Regions from separate parts of the Mus musculus genome. Here region 1 is linked to region 2. A link is a contact called in public Hi-C data. All regions are on one chromosome and are shown on one strand. Each heading gives the region's core, a stretch centred on a gene start, on an enhancer-like site or on the middle of the called end of the contact. The rest is flanking DNA. Distances are from core to core; before and after follow the strand shown.

The links. A called contact is a pair of places that touch in the nucleus more often than the background predicts.
Region 1: a Hi-C map of adipose-derived mesenchymal stem cells shows a contact between it and region 2, with 2.2 times the contacts expected there. The contact joins two enhancer-like sites.

What each region holds. Positions count from the first base shown.
Region 1 is chr14:106,390,072-106,395,936 of GRCm38.p6, forward strand. Gm41240 (a long non-coding RNA gene) reads left to right here. Exons shown (of 4, transcript XR_001781423.1): 3 at 4,395-4,498. Among named protein-coding and RNA genes, the nearest start is that of Gm41240, 29 kb to the left of the region's middle. Within about 2 kb of position 4,125, at least 14 of the 459 cell types and tissues checked have an H3K27ac peak or open chromatin away from gene starts, as enhancers often do. A contact at or near this core is called in adipose-derived mesenchymal stem cells, where this site is marked.
Region 2 is chr14:105,742,556-105,748,265 of GRCm38.p6, forward strand. No RefSeq gene overlaps it. Among named protein-coding and RNA genes, the nearest start is that of Gm35967, 17 kb to the left of the region's middle. Within about 2 kb of position 1,781, at least 47 of the 459 cell types and tissues checked have an H3K27ac peak or open chromatin away from gene starts, as enhancers often do. A contact at or near this core is called in adipose-derived mesenchymal stem cells, where this site is marked.

The DNA of each region.
Region 1 (5,865 bases), core at 2,875-5,374, 650 kb after region 2:
TTCCTGCTGGAGGTAGGCTTTGTAAGTTCCCTCTCCCTCAACATTTCATCTAAGGTGCCTCCCTTTGAGTCCTGAGAGTCTCTCATCTCCCAGATCTCTGGTGCATTCTGTAGGGTCTCCCCAACCTCCTATTTAAACCTGGGGTTTCCTTCAGTGATGTGTGTGTGTGTGTGTGTGTGTGTGAGAGAGAGAGAGAGAGAGAGAGAGAGAGAGACAGAGACAGAGACAGAGACAGATGAGAAAGAGACAGACAGAGAGACAGAGAGAGACAGAGAGACAGAAAGACAGAGAGACAGAGTTTTTTTTTTTTTTAGTGGTTTGTAATTTGAATAATTACAATGAGTAAGTTTGGCTGAAAAATCTTTCTTTATTTAGATGGCCAGAATTTCGATATACCAGATGCCTGATTAATTACAGATTTCAAATATTTTCATTCCTGCTTTCTTCTTGATACTTACCAGGAATAGTATAGATGAGTAAAATATCTCTTTGATACATTCTGTGATTTTAAGGATTAACGTTAGTTGATGATATTTAAACTTCAATTTTTCACGAAGCATACACTTTATTGTCTAGTTTCAAAATGTGTTTGGAAGAAATCCTTGTAAGATTTTGTCATATTCAGTATTACTTGGAAGATAAATTCTATTTGGCTGCGTTTCATAGCATCTGCAGCTTTCGGAAATAGCTAAGATTTTCAGTTGACGTGTCCTAGATATTAATTTATGTTACAAGTGAAAACTGTTGATTCTGTGTGCTTGTAAGGCAAGTTGCCTTTGTTATAAAGAAAATCTAACGACGAAGAAAAGAAAGTCAAACAGTGTTTAAATTTCCTCTCAAAGCGGGGGGGGGGCAAGGGGGGGCGCATGTAAAAAGCAATCCTTGGAATTCAACATTAGTTGCTAAAGGAAAAATTAATTACTAGAAAATATAGAGCCTGTTTTTGGAAATATTTTGGCGTGGGTTGTGCTTCAAAAGCTAAATATTCAGCACTTGAAATAGTGCACAGTATGTTTATTTTTTTTTAAATTTTAGTTAATCTTTTTTTTACAGTCCATATTTTATCCCCTTCCTGGTCCACCCTCGGACTGTTCCTCATCCCATACCACCTCCTCCCCCACCCACCCCTGTCTCCATGAGGATGCCCCCCCCCCCACTAGACTTCCCCACTCCCTGGATCCTCCAGTCTCTTGAGGGTTAGGTGCATCTTCTCTGACTGAGTCCAGAGCCAGCAGCCCTCTGCTGTATATGTTTTAGGGGCCTCATATCAGCGGGGTATGCTGCCTGGTTGGTGATCCAGTGTCTGAGAGATCTTGGGGGGTCCAGGTTAGTTGAGACTGCCGGTCTTCTTATAGGGTAGCCCTCCTCCTCAGCCTCTTCCAGATTTTCCCTACTTCAACCACAGTGGTCAAAGCTCCTGTCCATTGGTTGGGTGCAAATATCTGCATCTGACTCTTTCAGCTGCTTGTTGGGTCTTTCAGAGGACAGTCATGTAGGTCCCCTTTTGTAAGCACACCATAGACTCGGTAATAGTGTCAGGCCTGTGGGCATCCCTTTGAGCTGGATCCCAATTTGGGCCTGTTGCTGAGTTTCCTCTCCCTCAGGTTCTTCTCCATTTTTATCCCTGCAGTATGTTAAAATCAAGCATTACTATCTCAACATTGCCTGTGGACAAATAAACCTTTATATAATTTTGAAGCAGACAGTCATTCTTGTTGTTGATTTGTCTTTCTGAGACACAGAACAAACCAGGAATGCATTGAACAAGGGATGCAGGTTGTGCACAGTTGGACTCACATGCCAAACTTTAACTGGGAGATGAAGTCAGATAGCACTACAGCTGTTTGGGGCAGCCATATTGGCTGTAACGAATTCTACAGAATAAGAGGAAGAAAATTGCTCAGTGAGTGCCACTTAGGAGTCCAAGATATCAGTGGCCAAGACCCGAATATAAAGAATGACAGCAAAGTGATGTGTGAGTCATGGTTAAAACACAGTGAAGCCTGGGAAGGGAACTAATAAAGGAAAATATTCCAGCACAGAGATATCTTCATGTGTCAGGTAGGATGGCAGGTAGACTAAGCGCTTTCCTATAGTTCTTACCTGGAACATCTTAGATATTCTAAAAAATGAGGAAGAGCTTGTGTATGTGCCATGAAGGAGAATGGGGAATATTGTGTAAAGTCCCAGGAGAAACTAGGAATAAAATACTTTTAAGCACAGATAAGAGAGAGATTTAGGATCTCATTTGACACATATTTGGCAGGTTTTCAAGAAGAAAAATGCAAAAATTAAAGAGTTTCAAAAGGAGAGAAGAAAATGTAATGTTGAAAGATGTATTTTAAAATATGGCTGATCTTGAAACACAAAAGGCACGGTGAACTGAATTTGACCTTCTGGAAACTTGTAGAAAGATGAATAGTTTTTCCAAAGATAGCATTTTTGTTTATCTAAATTAAATAATAAGCATTAGTCTTTCTGAAGTCGTCTGTATCCTAGATCATCTGTTTCCTTCAATAAAGTATATTTTTAGATATTTTAATCCTCAGGGTTTTTTTTCTCATTTTTCCAAATATACATTTCCCTTTTTGTTCTCTAGGGGAAACTAATGGAATGGAGTTAGTTCACTTAAAAAAAATATCAGTCATAGTTGGACATATGTATGTAATCCCTTGTATAACATTTATGACTTGAATATACCTCATAACCCAGAACATGTATAATTTTCATTTGCTGGATATATCTCTTTATTAGAAAAAGATATGCCCCAAAAGGTAAAATTAAATCTACATTTATTTGTAAAAAAATATTGTATGAACATTCTCAAAAAATTAAATAAAAATTAGTTAAAAATAGTTATGTTCAAAGTATTTTTCTTATCTAGCAACAGGTTTTAGACTAATAAGTGATAAGGCTCATTGGTAAATTTACTATGAGTTCCAAGTTTTTAGAAATAATTGAAATTTCACCCACTATAAATGTCTGTCTCTCTCTCTTTCTCTCTCTCTCTGTGTATGTGTGTATGTGTGTGTGTGTGTATGTGTGTGTATGTGTGAAAAAACTTCTTTCTCTGTGCACACACATACAGGGGTACATGTGTGTTTATATAGATTATTTTTACAGAACATTTTAGAGTTGGCTAGGAGATATAGTAGATGATTATGGTCTTATTTAAGTAATCTTTATATCTGGGAGGATCTTCTGCAAACCTGCATATATGGGAAACACAACAGTAAGTCAGGAATTCATCAAGGCAGCATATGATAATGAATGATAAACCTGGGACTCTCCCAACCTATTCCTCATCAGCATGTACAACAGAGTTTTTACAAAGCTTAAAAGTCAATTTTAACTGAATTTCACAGGTTAGGTAGGCACAGAGTGTCACCTCCTTCTCCAACAAGTCCTAGCCTCTACTTTCTTTAATGGTCAGATTGTTGACAGGTTGCCATTAGGGGTATGTTGGAATCTCTTGATGGTGTGATAAAGCAGCAGGAGGAATGGGAACAACTATAGGCATGGAAAATTATGTAAGGACACTCGTTCTTAAAATTAATAAAAAAGTTAAATCACTATCAATGTAGGCCTTCTGAATCCAACTCTGTAGCCAAAGTATATATTAATGGACTTAGATAACTAATCTTTTACAGAAGAGTTAAGTAAATCTGAGTTTGATTCAGTAATTGAGAAAGTAGCCAAGTGTAGCTCTGTCTTAGAAGTACAACTCCTTTGACGTCAATAGAAATGAGACTCCACCGTACATCCAGGGCAGGGCTCAAGATGTACATTCCTGTTGCCTGATTATATTTCTTAATAATCTCTTAATATTTATAGATAGAATGCCAAAAATCTTAAGTGTGTGCTAATCAGTTCCTAAAAGGATTAGACCTTAACTTGAAATATTAAGCCTTTGCTTATCTTGTCAAAACTCACTTTTATTGGATTCCTAATTGTTGACTTATTCCCTGTGCAGATGGTCATGGGAAGGAAGTTGTTCCTCACTTGTCCGATGTAATTTATTAGTTTGTTGACAGATTACAAAAGGCTGGGTGCTCTGGTTATCAGAGTTGATGCCTCAAATATGCCTGGGGAGTGTGTATTTTGTACTTGTACAGTCATCGTGTTACCACATGCTCTAGCCTGTTTGTTTGAATAAGGGCAAGAACATGTGCCTGGACCATTCAGAGCCCGACTGTTAGAAGGATGGTGGCTAATAAAGATAAATGCTGTGTATGCGTGGCCTCTCAAGGGAAGCACTCAACATTTATATCATGCCTTCTCATTCCAATGAGATCATAGATTCCACTATAACTCACTTGATTATTTGGTCTTAGTTTCCTATATATGCAAATACTTTAGATTACTTCCTTGCTGTTTTTTTCGTATCACAACAGAATTCCTGAAGAACTGCTGGAATTGGCAAGTGATGCAAAATCCAGGATTATCTCACCTATAAGTCATTTTCGAAGTTATTCTAAATCATCTGTAGTATTTCACTGTAAGTGTAAGTTGAGTTTTTAAAATTTTCCACCTTCTAGAAAAGGGATGTCTATTTCTATATCCTAAATCTGTTGATATTTCTGAAATTGTCTGTGCTGGTTAGTTTTGTGTCAACTTGAGTTATCTGAAAGAGTTATCTGAAAGGAGGGAACCTCAAGTGAAAAATTTCCTCAGTATCTGACTGTAGGGAATTTCTGAATTAGGGATTGATGGGGGCGGCCCCAGGCTATTGTGGTTTTATCCCTGGGCTGGTGGTCCTGGGTTCTATAAGAAAGGGGGCTGAGGAAGTCTTATGAGGAGCAAGCCAGGAAGCACCACCTCTCTGGCCTCTGCATCAACTCCTGCCTCCAGGTTCCTGCCCTGCTTAAGATCCTACCCAGACTTCCTTCAATAATGGACCAAAATATGGAAGTGTAAGAAAAATAAATACTTTCCTCCCCAGTTTGCTTTTAGTTACAGTGTTTCATCACGACAATAGTATGTCTAACTGGGACAGAAATTGCTACCAAGATTTTGGGGGTTTTGTGTGAGAGAGGAAGAGACCTTTTCTTCCTTCCTTCCTTCCTTCCTTCCTTCCTTCCTTCCTTCCTTCCTTCCTTCCTTCCTTCCTTCCTTCCTTCCTCCCTCCCTCTCTCTCTCTCTCTCTCCCTCCCTCCCTCTCTCTCTCTCTCCCTCCCCCTCCCTCCCTCCCCCCCCTCTCTCTTTCTTTCTTTTCTTTGTTTTTTCTTCTTTTGACCATTGGGCTAGAAAAGAGTTCAAAGCTTCATCAGCTGTTCTATGGAAGTTGACAAGGGATTAACTAGCTTTGTCAGTGTGACACAGGCCAGAGTTTTCTGAAAGGATAAGACTGTTGTATGCATTTTCTTAATTAGTGATCCATGGGGGAGGGCACAGCCCACTGTAGGTGGTGCTACCTCTAAGTTGGTGAACTTGGGTTCTGTAAGAAAGCAGACTGAGAAAGCTATGAGGAGCAAGCCAGTAAACAGCACTCCTCCATGGCTTCTGCATGACTTCCTGCCTCCAGGCTGCTGTCCTGTTTGAGTTCCTGTCCTGAATTTCTTTAATAATGGACTACATTGTAGAAGTGTAAGAAAAACTAAACTTTTCCTTCCCAACTTGCTTTTGGTCACAGTGTTTCATCACAACATTGATATTTTAACTAGGACATCTTTCATAATCATTTTTACATTTGAGAATGAATATTCATTATGAATCTCATCATTTCACACATAGTTATAAATAAGACGACAGAAGAGAAGTCTTCCTCTGTCAAATGACTAGAGATTAAAATTCAATGATTATACTGTGTATCCCTTCAAAAATCTAATTCATCAATCAATGTCTATCAATTAACTATTACCAATT
Region 2 (5,710 bases), core at 531-3,030:
TATTCTGGTCACAAGTTCAAAAACCTCTTGTCAGAATGATTCCATAAGAGCTCACCAAAGATCCATGTGGGCCCGAATAAGGGTTCCCGGTCCATTTTTCAACTGTGGAAATGTCAACGCTTAAGGCCCAGGTTCCCATGTTACAACAGAGTCAGGTTCTGTTTATTTCCTAGCTGGCCAGTTTGGAGGTTTCTGTCTTTCCAGGAAGCATGCCGACTTTTCGTAGACTCGGGGTGAGATCAGATGAATACCACCTAGCTCTGCAGATGGACGCCGAAGAACAGTAATTCTCTGAACTCTATTGCCTGTGCCAGAGGAGAGAGGTGATGAAAGGCATAGGTCTGCAGAACAGCAACAAGGACTGCATCTACAACTCTTCTGTGTGATAGAAAAAAGCTTTCTCCTTCCAAAAGGCCTGATACACCTCTGAAGTCATCCTGTAGGCTCACCCCTCCCCGAGCTCTCTGGGTTTGTTTGTTTGTTTGTTTGTTTGTTTTCTTTAATCATTTTTTACAGTCCATTCTTCATTCCCCTCCCAGAAGGTTCCCCCAACTGCTCCCCATTCCATATCTCCCCGCACCCTTCCCCCAGGTCTCCAAGAGAATGTTCCCATACCCCACCTCCCACCCCACCAGGCCCCTCCACTCCCTGGGGCCTCGATTCTCTCTCAATGGTTAGTTGCATCTTCTCTCACTGAGGCCAGACCAGCAGTCCTCTGCTGTATATGTATGTGTCGGGGTCCTCCAGCTTTCTGTTTTAATGCGACTTTGATTTAATACTTAGGTCCTTATATTGCATTTCTTTTAATTGCTACCTGATAGACTTTTAAGTGCTTGATAGATTTTTAAGTTTTGCTTATTACATCATTATATATTTGTCTCCCTTGTAAAGCTTACAATTTTCCACCCTGGTTTAAGGAGGGAGAAGGGGGACAAAGTGGTCGAGAGCAGTCCTAGGTACAGTTTTGAAGCTTGACAAACCGAGTTTGTCTACTTATGGCTTAAGAATGGGGACCTCTGTTTGCCCTCCTTTAACTGCAGTGTTGGGCTAGCATTAAGAATTTTTTATATAGACTCTCCAGATGTGTCCCAATTTTATTATAAAATAATCATTAATAAATATGATTATCAATTTAAAATAACTACCCACTGTGTTCATTTATAACAATTCATCTTTTAAGTATAAAAATTTAAATATTGTACAATTATTTTAAATATTTATTTACTCATTAATTTGTTAACTGTTTATTGTGTGCCAGGTCTATAATACTGTGTTATGTTGTTCTTGTTCTTGTTGTTACTGGTTTTCTTATTTAATTTTCCCAGAATTGAAAAAAATAACAAGGTAGGTGGCCTAGGGAGTCTCATTACAGCTCTATTCATTCTCTAGATTGATAATTTGGGATGGGCCAAGTAATGTTAAGTTAAGGTAAAGTTTCGAGGACTATAATAAACAGCCCCAAACTATAGAAATGTAACAGCCTACAATTAGTGAGCTTCCCTCTCTTGTTCTCTCTGTCCCTCACTTTCTAACTGCTTGTCATTGTTGGGTATAAGTTTCAAATCTATTCACCCATGAAATATATGCCCACATGTGGTTTTGCCTAGAGTAAACCCTTTGAGAGTTTCAGGCTTCTACAAGCCTATCGTCAACATAGTACAGCCTTGGCCCTAGAAAGTGCATCATAATTTGTGTCTTTTCTTGGCTGTGTACTTTTAGAATAGAGTCATAAGGAACATGGAATTTCCTGAATGACTCTCAAGGGCTTACAATGACTTCAGCCAAATGTTGAGTTGGGAGAGTTTCCCAGAACAGTGTGAGAATATCCACAGCACAAACTGTTACGCAGAGCAAGCACTCACTTTTGTTTTTTTACATGTCATAGTTACTGCTGCTCTCACTCAGAGGAGATCTCAAGGTAGAAACTAACTACTTATTTTCTCCTCCTCACGTTGTCCTGTCATTTCCAACCTTCCCGACATATTATTACCAGACCCTGAGTCCTGCAGGTTAGACGCTCTAATGCACTTCGTCTTCTCTGTCCTTTGATACAGGACATTGCTAATTTCTTCATTTGTGACTCCTCCATTTGCCTGTCCCTTCTCAAATGAAACTTCTTATGATTTTCCACCTACACTACTGTAACTCTATGAATCCCCGATTGAACTCAGTTCTACTGAGCAGCAAATATTTGCACTGTTGCCAGGAAAGTCTTCCAAACTCACATTCAGATAATGTCATTCTCTTGTTTTCAAAGTTACCACAGTTTTTCTTTGTTTACACAAGTGCATTTAAAGTCAGAAGCTGGCATCCATTTTAACCTACCTTGAAACCTTTTTGGCTTGTTGTTACCTTGTGTGTTTTATTTTCCTTTGAGTCCATTTTCCTGGCCTTCCTCTGCAGCACTGACTCTGCCTACCCTTACACAATGTCCTCCTCTTTGGACAAAAGTCCCTTCTGAGGAATTGTGAACTCAGCATTTAATGATTGGACAAAAGAGGGAATGAAATTGTCTTTTTCCCCTTGATTATATATTTGTATAAGATGGGGAACCATAAGCTTGGTGTCAACATAGTTAGTATATTTGGATTGTAGAAATAGTTTCACCTGGAAGTAACTGACTGTCAGATCTCTGCAGAGCTGCATCGAATTCCTTGCCTGCTCTCTAATCTCTATTTTTCTTCCTTCTTCCAGATTAAAGGGGCCTCTGCCATAGTACATTTTCCAGCTTACCATGTAGCTAGAAATATGCCTAATCTACTCTATTAGTTGTGTACATACTTAGCTGTATGCCTGAGTTTGGCCAACAATTTGCAAATAGACTTAATGGGTCCCATCTGTGGGTTTTACCAATATGTGCTGCTCTACTCTCTACTTTCTTCTAGATGCCTGGAAGGTCATGAAACTGGAGTGTCATTTTAGGTCTCTAAGGGAACCATTGTTGAAAATTACAGACACACCCACTTAGACCATTTTCTTTAATTTCTTTTAATTTTTTGAAAATTTAATACACGAGTATTGTACTTACATCATTTCTACCCCTCCAGTCTACTCCCTTATGCCCACATTCTCTCTCAAATTGACAATTTATTCAATTATGAACACACACACACACACACACACACACACACACACACACACACACCCTACTGAGCCTATTTAACATTGTTCATATATACATGTGTTTATGCCCGAACCTGGAACTGGATAACCTATTAGGGGATTGTCCTCAAAGAAAAGTGATTATCCTTTTTCATCAGTTGCCGTTATGAATTGTCTACATTTCTTCGTCTAGGTGTGTGTGTGGCCATGTGAATTTCTTTTATCCATATTGGCATTTCAATTGGTGATGTCAAAATGCAGGACTGGTGTAGGTGACCATGTCATTGAGATTTCATGGGTCCAAAGTCCCTATCACATTCTAGAAGATACCATCTCACATCAGGAATCCTGTCTCTTTCTCTAGCTCTTACAGTCTTCCTACAGTCTTCCTTTTCTCCAAGCCTTAAGAGTAAGGGGTGTATTGTAGATGTATCAGTTGGGATTGGGTACTTCCCACACATTTAGTTTTTACATCGTTACCAGTTATGAATCTCTGTAATAGTCTCCCTTTGTTAAAAAAAAAAAAACAAAAACAAAAACAAAAAAAAAAAAACAAAGCTACTTGATGGGGCAGGGAAGGAGCTATACTTATGTATGGGTATAAGAATAACTATTTAAAATACAGTTAAAATTATAATGGTTTAGAAAAATGATGGCAATAGGTTCTTTCCCAGGGTCTTTGTTCTCTTCAGCCATAGAGAGTTTGCTCAGTTTATAGTAAGAGTCTTGACTTCGTCTCCTAAGGAGTGGGCTTAAGTCTAGTTCAACAAGTGTTGGTTACCTTTCAGGTAAAAGTAGCAGTCATGCAGCACTGGCGATGCCTTGCCAGACCAGTCGTTGTTGTGGGAGTCGTTGTTGTGGTTTACACTGGACATAGACTGTTGGTTACTTTCCTCTCTTGGCAACTTGCATAGCACCTTCTGATATTACGAATGCTGGCTCTCAGGAAGGAGGCTTCTGAGTCAGCACAACATTTTCTTAATTGTAGGCTTTGAAGAAATGTAACTTGAGAATATTTCCAAATCTGGAAGAAACAAATTGATATTCCTGTAAAGTTCAGTAGTCAAAGAGCAAATAAGAGATCAAACCTCACACCCCAGGCAATGCCTCCGTGAGATGCTTTTCTGTCTGAACAATAGCTCTATTGAGATTAGCACAATCACTGCATATATCCTTTTCTCGATTTATAAGCACAAGTCTATGTCGAAGGGACCTCAGTACATGTGCCAAAGGAGTACCATAACCCAGGGTGCTGACATAGATACTTGTATGAACTTCTTTTTACAAAGGCTCTGTGTGTGTGTGTGTGTGTGTGTGTGTGTGTATGTGTATGACCTTGGAGTTTTCTATCACCAAAAAAATTATTTTCATGTATTTGTAAGAAATGTGATTTATTATGAAGTAAGAAATGCTGAGACAGGCAGACTTTATGAGCTGAAGGCCAGCCTGGTCTACATCAGGAACTCCAGGCCAGCCAGAGCTACATAGTTAAACCCTGTCTCAACTGAAAAAAAAAAAGAGAGAGAGAGAGAAGTTGGCTACAAAAGTCAAAATGATTTCAATCTTTCAATAATGAAATGTTTTTTCATTTGTAGTTTAAATAGCATTTTCAGGCAACAGAAAATTATGGTCATGAATGTTAATACTAAACCCAGCCTCAAACTCTCATAGAGATCTGCCTGTCTCTGCCTCCTGTGAGATGGAGGTAAAGAAATGCACCGCCACACTCCAATTTGGAAACCCCAAGTCATATAAACTTCTCACATTCTGACATTAAACAAAAACAAAAACAAATCCATTTTAAACTTCCTAGAAGAGACTTCTCTTACTCTTTCCCAGTCTTCTCTTCAGTCTTAGCACAGTTCCTGACCCACAGCAAACAAATATGTCTTTAGCGAATAGTGTGAGTCGGCCATACATGGCCGTAGCAGATGGGCAGACAGACACAGCTCTGGGACAAGGTTAAGACAATGTATGCAGAGCACACATCAAGTGACCCACATCACCCTCTTTAAAATAAAGCCCCGGTGGCTTCATCACTCAGGAGCTCTTCTGCCCGAATAGCTCCAAGCCTAAAACTTTCAGTTTTGCAGTAATATATGAAAACACTGTCATTTACTTCATTAATAAGCAAACTCTTCACGTATTCTAATCCATCCAACATCCCTATGATTAACTGTGAGGTTTGTTGTGGGTATGAGGACCCTATCCAAGAAGACAAATACACTCAGGGTGGAGAGGAAAAGTACTGGTAAGCTTTAAGCATGTTAGGATAATTGAGGCCAACGTACATAAATTGCTTACAGATGAAAGGCTCTGAGCAATTATTAAATTATAAACATTGAAAAAAAAACCTCTGCATCCAATCTAGAGAAGAAAAGGTTTCCATTTGTACAGCAAATTAAATTCAGGTATTTCTGCAGGTCAGCCTTTTTTTTTTTTTTTGTAAAGCAGGGAGTCTCCCTTGACACTTACCACCCTGACTCAGAGGTCCAAAAGGTGCGGGGGCCGTAGAGACCTTTTCCTTGTGCTTGTCCTGCTCCAGTTCATTTGAAAGGGGTCCTAGACTCATGGGGTGTGGGGTGTGAAATAGATTTGGAGAAAGACC